Linked DNA regions of Oryctolagus cuniculus: region 2 is linked to region 1. The links are chromatin contacts, called in public Micro-C maps. All regions are on one chromosome and are shown on one strand. The core of a region is the stretch at or near the end of the contact, and the rest is flanking DNA. Distances in the headings are between cores, read along the strand shown.

Region 1 (3,855 bases), core at 706-3,205:
AATTTTATCCTCACTTGAGACTAAATTTTTTGTGAAGGCAGAGACCACGTCCCATCAGTTCACCAACTGATGCAGAGCTAAGCAAAGAGCGGGGAATCTAAACAATTTGTTGAATACACAGGTGTTTAAAAACAACAAACAGGCCGGCGCTGTGGCTCACTAGGCTAATCCTCCTCCTTGCGGTGCTGGCACACAGGGTTCTAGTCCTGGTCGGGGCGCCGGATTCTGTCCCAGTTGCTCCTCTTCCAGGCCAGCTCTCTGCTGTGGCCAGGGAGTGCAGTGGAGGATGGCCCAAATACTTGGGCCCTGCACCCCATGGGAGACCAGGATAAGTACCTGGCTCCTGCCATCGGATCAGTGCGGTGCGCCAGCCACAGTGCGGGCCACGGCGGCCATTGGAGGGTGAACCAACGGCAAAGGAAAACCTTTCTCTCTGTCTCTCTCTCTCACTGTCCACTCTGCCTGTCAAACAACAACAACAACAACAACAACAAACATTAACTCTGTCCCTACCCAGATGTTTGTTTGTCAGTACCTGCTCAAGTCGGGGTTACTGTGGATGCCAGCATTAAACCTCAGAGAAGGCTTTATTCCAGACCACTGCAATAGGGGAGAGGGGCCAGAACTCAGTGGGGCAACTCGTTGTAAACGAAGACCTGGAGAGCTTTTAGGAGCTGAGATGGCAGGATCATACGCCACCTGTGCTCGCTAAGTGACTCTACCCAAAGGAAAAGTAAAGCTTCTCCTATTTTCTTCACAGGAGAGTGAAGTAGGCAGGCATACAGGTTAAAATTGGTCAGATTTGTGAACTGGAAGACCACGCCCCTGTGTGGCCTTATCCCCCTACCTGGCCACACAGGGGTGCCCACCAGCCAATCAGGTTAATTAAGCACTCCCCTTTGGAGTGGGTTAAAAGGCTAGGGCACAGTGTGCTCTGCCCCAGCTCTTCTTCCCTGGCCTCTTGCCAGGACAGGGCTTGCTGTAGCCCTGCCCCTCCAGGGTGCAAGGCCTTTGGGCCATGTGCTCTAGGCTTCCTGGCCTAGACGCTCATCCACATGGCTGGTTCCTGGTGCTTGGTATGAACCCCTATTCACCTCTCTCCCCTAAATAAAGCTCTCACTCTCTTATGCACCTTTCTTACTAAATAAAAGCTTAAAACGTACCATGCTGCCTCGTTTATCTGTGCCGGTATTTAGAATTCTTCTCTAAATATTAGGCAAGAACCCTCTCGGGCTTATTAATAGCGGGGATTTAGTAATAAGCCCGTAGTGAAATTGTAAGGCACCCCAAATTCCAGTAGCGCATGTGGCACCCCGGATAGCATTTCTAGGGAACTTTAAGGGGCCACATTTCAGGGTAAATTTTAGGGGACCTTTTCCGATTTCAAGAGGATTTTTACAACCTGAAGCCAGCACCTGGGAGAAAGTAGATTCCCATCTCCCCGTCCCCTAAACACACCCAGACACTAGGAGATAGGGACACTGTCTGCCTGCTGGAATACATTGCAGAGAGAGGAGCCTCAGGTTCTTGGCTGTGATAAGAAACTTAAATTTTCGACAGGAAGTGCTCTGAGGAAAGTGGGCCAGGGCCTGGAGGCAGAAACAAGGCCTGTTGAAAGTTTGCAACTAAGCTGACTGTGCGGAACTTCTTAAGCATCTTGCTTACTTAATCTGTTTCTGCAGATCTGCACCAAAGAATTCAAATAATAAGCTTCCTATTTCTCAGCTTCCGCATGCAGAGCTGCTGCAAACGCCACACAATCCTGTCTGTCCGCTTTCTTTGTTACCCACCTTAAACCACTCCTTTTCCTATTCAGCCCGACAGTCAAAGCACCAAAACCAACCTCAAAGTCTGAACCTTCCTGCTTCCACCAGGACGCGTGCGCAGTCGGCCCCGCGCCTCTGACGTCACTGAGCGCGCCCCGCCCTGACAGGATAGCAACCGACAGCGTCTCTAGCAGCAGCGGCCTCTGAGATGCACGAACTTCCGGTTCTCCCAGCAGCTGCCGGCGCCGCCGCCTGTGCCACCTGTCAAGGCCCGGCCTGCCTCGGTCTCCTTCGCGCCCATGGTGCCTCCTGCAGCCCGGGCGGCGGGCCCGGCGGCTCCCGCGTGGTGAGAGGGCGGTCCAGGGACGATGAAGGCCCCGCACTGCTGCTGCTGCGGTCTCGGGCGCCTCCTGGCCCCTGTCCTGGTCCTGCTGCTGCTGCTGCCCGCGCTGAGCGGGCCCCTGGCGGTGCTGCTGCAGGCCGCCGAGGCCGCGCCGGGCCCCAGGCCTCCGGAGCCGCAGCCACGCACGCCGCCGCCGGGCCCCACCCCAGCTCGGCCTGAGGTCGCCGGGCCGCGGGGCCCCGAAGGCGGCAATGGCAGCAGCCCCGGGGCGGGGCTTGTGGCCGACGAGGTCGCGGGGAAGGCCGGGGAAGGCTCCGTGGGAGGCGGCCTCGCCGTGAGCCCCAACCCTGGCGACAAGCCCATGACCCAGCGAGCCCTGACCGTGTTGATGGTGGTGAGCGGCGCGGTGCTGGTGTACTTCGTAGTCAGGACGGTCAGGTGAGGCGAAGCCTCGGTGGGTTCCCCCGGGCTGCCCTAAGGCAGAGTCCCGAGACCAGCGTTGCTGTCTTCCTGCCCCCTGCACTCGGGGCTGCGGCCGAGAATGTGAGGTGGACGCGCATTTCCTTGGGGGAAGTTTGATTCTCCAAGTAGTAGCCGCAGCTTCTCCGCGCCCCACATCTCATCCTCTTGCCCGAGGCCCGCGCCAGTGCCTGCGGTGGAAGTGGGTCCCTTGCGTTTCGGCCACTCGCCCTGGTGATGCTGCACCCCCCCCCCCCACCCTGTTCGTGTCCCTGGGTACCTACCTGGCCGAAATTTTGCCTACAGACTCCTCAAAGGCAGGGTTACTGTTTCGTGGTTGGTTCAAGACGTCTTTGCACGGTGTGGCCACTCAGTACAAAGTTTCTCTTTGGGATAATCATGCAGAAAGGCCTCCTGGCTATGTTATTTGTATAAAACTTAGAAGAGCAGTCCTCCCTTACCATCGCTGTTTCTTAGTGTTGGCCGTTAACCTGCCCTTGAAGTGATTGGGTGGTTAGCTATGCAGCTGGGCTCCGTGGAAGCCTTGGCACACACAACCAAGGCCTCCCTGTGAACCAGAGCCGCTCAAGAGGGGAGCTGAGGACCAGCTGCTGTAAGCGCAGAGGGCACGTTGTAAGGATTGCAATGGTTTGTTGTTTTCCAAAGCGATTCACCTTTCGCCCCATAATTACCTACCTAGTCTCTGATGCCTTTTTTAAACATGTAGTTAAAATCAATTATTTAAACAGTGCTTCCAGTTAAGCAAGTCATTCTTAGGAATGGGAAAGGGACAGCATTTGATTTTTAAACTGCTGATGAAGAAGTGCAGTGTAAACTAGTGGTCTCTGGCACGTGGTCCATCCAGGGAACCCCTGGGTGCTGGGTTCCAGAGGCGTTTATGACATCAAGAGTGTCAAGTTGTTTTCAAAATAAATCGTTCTCTTACGACTTTATAAGATATAAAAAGGTCATTGATACCTGTTTAGAGTCACATTGCCAGTTAAGAGACTTCTTGTTCAGTTTTGGTGTAGTATACAAGAATAATGTCGAGTATCTGAAAAGGCCATTAACATGCTTTTCCCTTTCTCCAAGTTCCTATCTGTATGGAGCTGGGCTTTCTTCACATCTTTCAACCAAACACATTGCAAATTATTTAATACAGAAGTAAATGTGGAAATTACTTTTTTTTCTGTTCCTATTGTATTTCTGTCAGTTTAAGTAGATATTGAACAGATTTATGCCATTTTCATATTATATTACCCTGTATTCAATATTATTTTAGATCAA
Region 2 (3,855 bases), core at 683-3,182, 420 kb after region 1:
CACGCGCGCGTTCAGTACCTTCCCCAAGACCCCTTTGTCTGCCTGGCAAGCCCAGGTCCACCGCGGACGCTCACATCCACGCCCAAACCACGCTCTTCTGACAACTGGGCCGGACTGGGTCTTCACAGCTCCTACTCCTGCATAAACCTCCTCCTAGAGTTGGGGTCCCCCCACCCCCGAATACACCAGGCAGAGCTGATGCCTAACGAGCATTCAGCCCGTTCCATATTCGCGTGTTCTCATTCTCTGTCTGACTACTACAGCAGTCCTAGGTTTCCACTGAAGGGCAGTCCCTCCTGGATGGACCGACCCACGTCGGGCTCCCTTCCAGGCTTACGACGGAGGCAGGAGCAGCAGGACGAGAAACCGGGTGCGCCAAGTTGAGGAGTTCGCGTGTGTGGGGGTCCCGCGCCGCGCGCGCGCCCTCGCGCGCGCATGCACACCCACTCGCCCCGACACACACAATGGCAGTGGCTCCTCTCCTGTTTTCATACATGTCAGAGACACAGGAGCCCCGGGCGGGCATTCCCCGGACCCGGGAGGGCTTCCGAGAGGCGAGTTTGTCCAGAGTTGACATCCTGGTACCCATCCTCAGAAAAGGCTTCCAAGCTGTGCCAGAGCCACGCCAAAGGCACCACCTCCTGAGTGCACTTCAAAGGCAGGCGCGGAGGCCGGGGGGAGGAAGGAAGGAAGTGCGATATTTAGAGAACCCAGTGGGGCGGGGGAAGATTCTAAACTCATCTCGACCAACTGAAGAAATCGCAGAAATACACCAGTCCATGCGAAGCCACAGGACCCAGTTTCTTTCTCACACTGGGACCGTGCGTTTTAGCTATGCAAGAACAAACAAGGAAGTATGCTGGCTGCTACTGGAGTTTCTAAACCAGATGACAAGAAGCAGACCTACACCCAGGCTTATTGTTGTTATGATTAATATTTTTAAAGTAAAGAAACAGAAAGGACCCGTTTCCTGCATCTGGGCTTTAACTTGAGCCTTTTAGGAAACCCGCCCTTGTCTCCTACCTAACCCAGAGCGATCGGGTGCCCGTGCAGAGAACACAGCACCGATTACAAGGACAAGGGCGCACGGTCTTTGTTGACACTTCTGCAACGACTTCTCCTTCGCGTGCGAGCGGGCCCCGCGCAGGCACAAGTGTCATCGCCCCGCACAGGGCAAGTTGAACACGCGCCGGGAACGCACAGCCCCTAGGCAGCAGCCTTTTGTTATTTAACGCAGGGCACCAAGCACACGCAAGCTCAAAGGAACACTCACGCGACCCCAGCCATCGCTCTACGGTCTACACCCCATTTCACTCCCCGCTTGACTTTTTTTTTTTCTTTTTGGTCATATCCTAAAATGAAGCTTTGCATTTACCCAACGAGTTGCGTCTCCTGGTGCTCCTCAGTTCTTGCTATTTCTTTTGTCTTATAAAAGATCAAGAGCAGACTTATCGTGCAGATCGTCCACCTCTTCCTAATGGAGCGCATTTTGGGTGTCCGGGAAAGTCCTGGGTGCACCAGCTCCCGCAGATTCTCCTGATATTCAGGCTCCGTTTTGCGGGAGAGTCGTGGGGTGCGGGGGGAGATCCGTAAAAGGCGAGAGGAGCGTGGAGCGGGATCCCGGGATCAGGTCGCTCGGGTCCTCGGAGGCCGAGCAGCCCCGGTCCTGGAGCGCTGCGCGGCGCCCTCCCGCGCTGAGCGCGCCAGCCCTGCCCGGGTCTCTACGCCGCCTCCCTGGGGCTCAGGTTGCTTTTCAGAAGAGACACCTTGTGCATCGGAGGTGGCGGCCGCTTCTGCAGCTGGGCTGGGGGCGTCACTGGCCCTTCCCTCTTGCTAGCAGGGAAATGATGAGCAGAACCGACCAATCACGGGGCAGAGGGGGCGGAGGCTGCTGTTGCCTCGCGTTGCTGGCGGCTGCTAGGAGAGTAGCGTCGCGGGCGCTGGGTGCGCTGTGCCGGGAGAGGAAGCTCGGAGCCCTGCGCGCGCGCGCACCCGCGCACAGCCGGACACACGGACGCACACACCCGCGCGCACACACACACAGCTCCCTGCCCCGGACACGCACACAGACACACGCACAAAGGCACACGCGCTCTCCTGGGACGGCAAAGCCTTGGCGCTCTGGATCCGGGGAACGCTGGGCTAGACTGCGAGCATTAGCGCGGAGAGGGCGGCTCAACTGGGGACCGATTAGAAACCAGTCCCGCGGGAGGAATGCCTGGGACGGAGCCCTGGGAGAGTCCGCCTGGGAGGTTGCCAGGGGGTGGCTTCTATAGAGAGATTGTGCAGAACACGTGGGAGTGTAAATGTCCCCCCGCAACCCACGCCCACCCCTCAGGTGGAGCGCAAGGGGGCAGGGAGCCACCAGGCGACAGAGTGAGCGCGTGATTCCGTGCTCGCCTCGGTCCGGAAAGTACAGGACCACCCGAGGCGGATGAGACCAACGCTCCCTCGGAGTGCTTGGTGGCTGACAGCCGGGCCCCACAGCCCGCGACAAACCAGGGAAGACAGAGGTGCCATTGGGAACTTGGCGGGTGTTTGAATTCCTCTACTTGTCATTTGGAAACTCCTCACGCAGAAGTCAAGGGAACTCCACTCGCGGTTAAACTTCACTGCGGAGAAGCAGGGTTCTGATAGAAGTCAGTGGTGGGTTTCTCTTTTAAGCTCGAATACCCCCGGAACCCAACACAGCGCCAGGAGGAGGGAGAGAGGGCAGGAATGTCTCTCTTGGAATGTCCCATCCATGTGCTTTTCACCCCCGCTTCTCCCCAGCCCTCTCCCTTACTTTGTGCTGTGTGGCCCGGGGGCACTTTCAGAGTCTTTGAATGCGACCGCACCCCCACTTTGGCCAGCCAGGAGAGACCCTGGAGGCTCTGACGGTGCACCCCCCGGGTTCTGCCCCTTGCTGCGTGGCTGGAGGGCCCCTAGTGTGACGCGACGCCTTTAAGCCAGGATTTTCCCCATCGGTATGCGCCAGTCACGGGCTCCTGGACCCTGTAGAGTCTCTCTCGGACTGGGTTCCTCGTTCTTTCCGGTTGAAAGGAGGCTCGACCAGTGATGGTTCACTCTTGGCCCGCCTCCACGGATGGCGAGGCCGCCACCGGTCCTCCGTCAGCAGGGCTGAGTTTTCAATGACGATTTAAAATGACAACAACAGCCCACGCCTTTGCCTAATAGAATCCGAGGTCCTCTCCGGTTGCTTGCTCTTCTTTGCCTAGGATTTAAGAAGTTAAGACCCTCTGAGCTTTGCAGCTTTTTCTTCGCAGCAGAGCGAACCCAGGGGTTGAGTCTAAAATGCTCCAAGGAGCAAGTAATTATGAGCCTATATTGACACTGCAAGTGGCCCGCTGGGAGCCTTTCGAGTTTATTGATGTCTAGTCAAATCCCGCTTGCATTAGTGCATTTCTATTACGCTGACTTCTCCACCAGCAGAAACTGCAAAAGGATGAAGAAGCTTCTTATTTAAGTTAAAAGGGAACTGGAAAGGGGAAGAGGGCTGATGTGTGGTTACGACGCTAAATCCTTTAGAGTTGGGTTTCTAAGCAGTAAACAAATACACTTTGAATGTTAAGATATCACTCTGACACTGATGGAACAATATGCCTCAGTAAATTAAATCCGTTCAATTTTGTTTGAGCAACTAGTATGGGCCAGGCAACATGGGCGAGAATGGGAACACAGAAATGAATAGAGAATAGCTTCTAACCAGACGTGATGCTCAGTCACTCAGAGGACAACGTTTCTAATACAGAATCTGCAATATGGCAGCGTGAACTAGAAGATTCATTTTAAATATATACCAGGAGTCTGGATAGGCTCCAGGACAGAAGCAAAAGGGGTGTTTAGAGCTGAAAA

Evidence for each region. Hi-C and Micro-C count contacts between places; a contact is called where the count stands out from the background.
Region 2: a Micro-C map of ear pinna shows a contact between it and region 1, with 4 times the contacts expected there. The contact joins the promoter of ST8SIA4 here to the promoter of FAM174A in region 1. A contact is called at or near these places in 2 of 6 Hi-C or Micro-C datasets (ear pinna and an unstated tissue).

Annotation. Positions count from the first base shown.
Region 1 is chr14:23,031,536-23,035,390 of mOryCun1.1, forward strand. FAM174A (family with sequence similarity 174 member A) reads left to right here and starts at 1,956. Exons shown (of 3, transcript XM_008261970.4): 1 at 1,956-2,547. The coding sequence starts at 2,135. It overlaps LOC127492774 (a long non-coding RNA gene), which reads right to left and starts at 3,438. Exons shown (of 4, transcript XR_007922530.2): 1 at 2,853-3,438.
Region 2 is chr14:23,447,728-23,451,582 of mOryCun1.1, forward strand. ST8SIA4 (ST8 alpha-N-acetyl-neuraminide alpha-2,8-sialyltransferase 4) reads right to left here and starts at 1,933. Exons shown (of 5, transcript XM_002713936.5): 1 at 1,376-1,933. The coding sequence starts at 1,488.